2 separate regions of the Cricetulus griseus genome follow, and region 1 is linked to region 2. A link is a contact called in public Micro-C data. All regions are on one chromosome and are shown on one strand. Each heading gives the region's core, a stretch centred on a gene start, on an enhancer-like site or on the middle of the called end of the contact. The rest is flanking DNA. Distances are from core to core; before and after follow the strand shown. Region 1 holds the start of Ddx24 (ATP-dependent RNA helicase DDX24). Region 2 holds the start of Sirt6 (NAD-dependent protein deacetylase sirtuin-6).

Region 1 (2,700 bases), core at 28-2,527, 270 kb before region 2:
TGGAGCAGAGGGAACACAGGCAATGAAGTAAAGATCCATGAGCTAACACGTGTCAGGATCCCAGCTCCAACACTAAATACAACTTCAACAATACTACTTACTTGTCTCAGAATTTAGTGTCTTAATCCTCTAAAAGGAGAGGGGCATGATAATACCTGCTTTTATGCTGTACACAAATAATTGAAAGTATCAAGAGAGGTGCCAGAGGGAAGCCTACCCTACATGAGCCATTTCTGAGATGGAGTAAGAACCTGAGATGCTTTTTTCAGTTCTGTGTTAGGGGATGGAGTGTTCTTTACTACAACTGCACTGAGCTCTCTTCCCTGTTAGAAAAGGCAATGCCATCTCCACTCCAACACAGCTGTCTAGTTACACTTTAAGTGATCTAGAGCTAGCGGGAGATGCAGCTCAGTTTGTTACCCTAGAGTGAATGAAGACCTGGGTTCCACGCCCAGCACTGCTTAAAAACCATGCTTAGTGGGTAGCCAGCATTCGGGAAAAGGAGATAGGAAGATCAGGAGTTCAAAGCCAGCCTCGGCTACATGAGACCCTTGTCTTTAAAGGGGGTCGGATTATGCATGACTTATTTGAGTGGCAGTGGCTCCACACCGTCCTCTCTACATGAAAGAATAGACACTGTGGAAAGCACAAGGTAAAATTATACAATTATATTCTCGATTAACATCTAGAGCCAACACTTGCCACCTCTGAGGCTCAGTTTCCCCGACTACAACGTTAGGACAATGAGATATTTATCCCACTGGGTCCTCGCTTGAATACGACATGATGACGCATGTCAAAACCCGCTTAGCATGGCGCCCGTGTAGAGAGGCACGCTGACTCGCAGGCAAGGCTCCCCCAGCCGTCCCGGGCACCGACCACACCACGGCCCCACCGCACCGACAAGCCGAAGGGGCTGTCACTGAAAATGGGACGCGGGAGAGGCCCTGCGCCGCTTGCAAGACTCCCTCGGACACAACGACCGCACGAGCCCTTCAAGGGAGGTGACTGGGCCCTGACGCCTGCCTGCGGGCCCTCAGGCGTGGGGAAGCCAGGAACCAGGGCAGTGGGGTCACCCGTGACACGCGATGCTGCGGGAGCACCGGGAGCGCGTCCGCAAAAGGCCACGGCATCGCTCCGCACCGCACTCGCCGAGAGTACTCACCGCCAGCGATCTCTCACACACTCGGCGACGCCTGCGACACCCCGACCCGGAACTGCAGCAGCCTGCATCTGCAGTTCCGGGGCGGGACTTCAGGCACGCGTGCGCGCCACAGAAGGAAGTACCGCCTCCATAGCTGTCTGATTGGCATTGTTTCAGGACGTGGGCGGGAGCGGAAAAGGCCTGGGGTTGGCTCTGGGTCTCTTCCTGTTTATCACGTAGGCTGCTTCTTGGAGCTCGTTCCTGGACGCTAGGGAGCGCGAGTGTTCGCGTCATCTTGATCTAGTTTGGGTGCGGGAGCCCTTGCAAGGTATTGAGTACCTACTGTTAGCTTTGATGCCTTTTCTTGCCTGATTCACAGCACAACCACGCCTGCACTGAAAGTGCTGTGTTCTCCCAGTTCCCTTGAGCGCAAGGCTGGTGAAGACGGAGCGGCCAGTCCCGAACGCAAGTTTTAGAGCCCGATACGAAGACTTTAACGTTAATGAAAAATAATGAAAAAGATTCCCTAAGGTTACGGCGATGCCTAACCCTCTATAAACCATGAGTTGTTTCTGTTCTAGTCTGCATGTTTTTAAGCATCAACAACTAAAGTTGTTCCTACATCTCTGGGTGCTGAGGGAGTCTCACTGGAGAGGGTGGAAGTTCTCAGCCTCAACACTAAAGCAGTCCCCACAGTGTACATTGTGACATTTTCCAAAAGCTATTGAACCTGGGAAGGGCAGCATTCTAAAAGCCTGTCCTCCAACAGGTTTTTTTTGTTTGTTTGTTTGGTTGGCTTTTTTTTTTTTTTTTTTTTTTTTTGGTTTTTTGTTTTTTCGAGACAGGGTTTCTCTGTGGCTTTGGAGGCTGTCCTGGAACTAGTTCTTGTAGACCAGGCTGGTCTCGAACTCAAAGAGATCCGCCTGCCTCTGCCTCCCGAGTGCTGGGATTAAAGGCGTGCACCACCCGGCCTCCAACAGGTTTTATAGGTATTAGATCTCATACCCAGGACAAAAGGCTGTCCTATCACAGCAGACCGGGCAGCCAGGCTCGCCCAGCCTCTCTCAGTCCCCATCCATTAACGGGTATAACTAGCATACTCCACCCTCTACCATGAACTCTCCAGCCCAAGGGCTGGGCTGCCCTTCCCCCACAGGCTCTAACCTGTATAATCCAGACATTTTAGTTACCTACCATTTTGTACCTTTGACCTCCTGGCTGGTGCACCTAGTTCCTCTCTCCCTTTCCTGCCCTCTTCCCACAGGGACCAGCTCAGCCTGGTCATGTCCACTCTGGACTCTCCCAGATATCCATACCTCTGACTATGCTGTCACACATATCTGCAATAAACTTTCTCCTCCAGCGTGCCTAGGGGCAGTCGTGTCTTTTCCTTCCATTTTTATGCCTTACTTTTTCATTTACCCACCACTTTAATATTTTTGTATTAGAAAAACACATTTGTCGCCATGCATCTCTGTCTTTAACACAGCACTAGAGAGACAAAGGCAGGTAGAGTCCTGAATTTGAAGCCAGCATGGTATGGCGAGGGGGGAGGG
Region 2 (2,700 bases), core at 4-2,503:
ATCCACCCACCTGTCCATCCTTCCTTTCTCCTCTACAGCTCAGTGTACAGCTCATTCTCACCCCCAATTATAAAGTTCAATCACACCCAAGGGTAACAGGAAACTCAGGTTGGCAGTCAGGATGGAATCGTGTGGGTAAGGCCTGTGAATTTAGGGGTCTCCCTCCTGGAAGAGGTGGGGCAGCACAGGTCCGCTGACCTGTGGGTTCCCACAATGGTTCAGGGAGGAGGCCGCACATTGAGCGAGGTCCGCGCATGTCGGGTGGGTCCCGTGTACCTGTCACGAGTGTGCAGGTGCATGTATGTGTTCGGGTGTCGCAAGCAGCCCCCTCCCCAACCCCCTGACACAGTATCCCCTTCCTTGGGACCCAGAGCAGCGTCTTCCCTGGCCTCTCACAGTCTCATCCCCCTACCTGAGGCGTCTCTAGGCCAGAGCACTGCGTGCACCACAGCCTCTCTGGTTACCCGCTCCAAGTGCGAGCTGCCAGCAGCAGAGTCGGGGTGACACCTGATCAGGAAGGGGGGGCATCCGCCCAGGGGGACGGGATGAGCCCAGAGAGGGAGGACTGCTGTTGGCCAGCCTGCTCATGTGGGCAGCCCCAAGGACTGCTGCCCCCATCGCCGTGGCCTGGTCCCGTCTGACCACCAGCAGGCACAGGGGTCAGGATGGACTGCCACAGGAGGGGATCACAGGAGGTGCTTCTGACCCAGTATCCCCTTCCCCATCTCTCTCTGCGTCTCCGGGCCCCTCTGTGTAACGTGGGGACCTGACCGTGATGCTCTGTGCTATCCCCAGAAACAAAGCTGAGAACATGCTGGCAGGGCGCCCGGGGGAGGGGGTGCCTGTGAACCCCAAGTTCCCATTCATTCTATCCTGTGGCTCAGAAAGGGGCAGACACGGGCTGACAGCCGCACAGCAGAGACCCAAAGGCCGCCCAGGGTCTCACGACCTCTAGACGGGCTTCGAACTCCCGCCGCGGCTGTATGCACGAGGGGTGAGCTCTACCCACGGAGTGAGAGTTCCGGGGGTTGTTTTTAATGGTTTTTGTTGCTGGTTTTGTCGCTTTTCTGAAACAGGGTCTCATTGCACAGCCAGGCTGGGCTGGGACTCGGTTCCTGCGAGCGCGCCGGGGACGAGAAGGGAAGGCTCGCGAGGCAGCCCGCAAGTCTCTGCCAGCACTAAAGATGGCGCCCGCGGCGTCAGTGCGGCGCGCGCGCTCCGGGGGGAAACACCTCCTCCGCCTCTAACGCTCCCACCCCGGCGGTCCCTTCCCCATTTCCGGCGGAAGCGGCCTCAACAAGGGAAACTTTATTGTTCCCGTCTGCGCTGTTGGCGACGATGTCGGTGAATTACGCAGCCGGGCTGTCGCCGTATGCGGATAAGGGCAAGTGCGGGCTGCCGGAGGTGAGGCCACGGTGTCCCGGTCGCCAGACGGGGGCCCGGACGAGTGGGGCATTGTGGGGACAGCACGAAACACGGAGTGTAGACAGCGGGAAGGACTTTCCTGGAAGGAGGACCCCGCGGGCGGGGTGGGTGCGGTGCGGTGGGGTCCGTCCCTGAGCCCAGCTGTGCCCCCGTCCCCACAGATCTTCGACCCCCCGGAGGAGCTGGAGCGGAAGGTGGGGGAGCTGGCCCGGCTGATGCTGCAGGCCTCCAGCGTGGTTTTCCACACGGGCGCCGGCATCAGCACCGCCTCCGGCATCCCCGACTTCAGGTCTGTGAACGAGCACGGGAAACTGAGGCAGGGCGCTGGCGGGGACGGCCGTGAGGTGGGGCAGCCGCCACAGATCCCGGCGATGTGTGGCTGCAGGGGATGCTGGGACGCGTCTGCGGGGTCCCCGGCTGCGGGGTCCCCGGCTGGCCGGCTGGCTCTCCCCGACAGGGACCCAGCCCGCAGCACACACTGACTTCAGGCTCCCAGGACGAGGCCTGCACTCGAAAAGGAACTTCTGTCCTCTGCTCGCTGTCCTCAGAGGCCCCCACGGCGTGTGGACCATGGAAGAGCGTGGCCTGGCCCCCAAGTTTGACACCACCTTCGAGAACGCCCGGCCCTCCAAGACCCACATGGCCCTGGTGCAGCTGGAGCGCTCGGGCTTCCTCAGCTTCCTCGTCAGCCAGAATGTGGACGGGCTGCACGTACGCTCGGGCTTCCCCAGGTCAGATGGGACTGGACCAGGGGCGTGGGGCTCAGCTGCACCCCTTCCTTATCCGGGAACCAGGCTGCCTGCCCGGGGTCAGGGACATTTTATTGGAGATGGAAAGGGGGGAAGAGCTTGGAGCCTAAAGTAGGCCAGCACTTGGTCAATGGGGGGGTTTCTAGGTGGGGCTCCACCCTGAGCCACGCCCCCAGCCCCTCACTGGGGGCGTCTAGGCAAGTGCTCTAAGGCCAACAGATTGTTTTCTGTTTTTTTGTTTTTTAAGATTTTCGAGACAGGGTTTCTCTGTGTAGCATTGGAACCTATCCTGGAACTAGCTCTGTAGACCAGGCTGGCCTCGAACTCACAGAGATCCGCCTGCCTCTGCCTCCCGAGTGCTGGGATTAAAGGCGTGCGACACCACGGTCCATCTGGCCAACAGATTTTTGTAGTGGGGAGCAGCTATTTGTGTTTGCAGAGATAGGGTCATCGCCACCTGTAACAATTCCTCAGCCTAGACCTTGTGGGTGAGCAGCCTAGGAAGGCTTTCTGGAGGAAGAGGCAG

Evidence for each region. A called contact is a pair of places that touch in the nucleus more often than the background predicts.
Region 1: a contact with region 2 is called in a Micro-C map of the CHO-K1 cell line, with 3 times the contacts expected there. The contact joins the promoter of Ddx24 here to the promoter of Sirt6 in region 2. A contact is called at or near these places in 3 of 8 Hi-C or Micro-C datasets (the CHO-K1 cell line and liver).

Annotation. Positions count from the first base shown.
Region 1 is chr5:102,657,039-102,659,738 of CriGri-PICRH-1.0, reverse strand. It overlaps Ddx24 (ATP-dependent RNA helicase DDX24), which reads right to left and starts at 1,277. Exons shown (of 9, transcript XM_027419185.2): 1 at 1,166-1,277.
Region 2 is chr5:102,385,636-102,388,335 of CriGri-PICRH-1.0, reverse strand. It overlaps Sirt6 (NAD-dependent protein deacetylase sirtuin-6), which reads left to right and starts at 1,253. Exons shown (of 7, transcript XM_035445559.1): 1 at 1,253-1,404; 2 at 1,587-1,714; 3 at 1,974-2,156. The coding sequence starts at 1,339. Ankrd24 (ankyrin repeat domain-containing protein 24) reads right to left here and starts at 1,301. Exons shown (of 24, transcript XM_035445864.1): 1 at 11-1,301.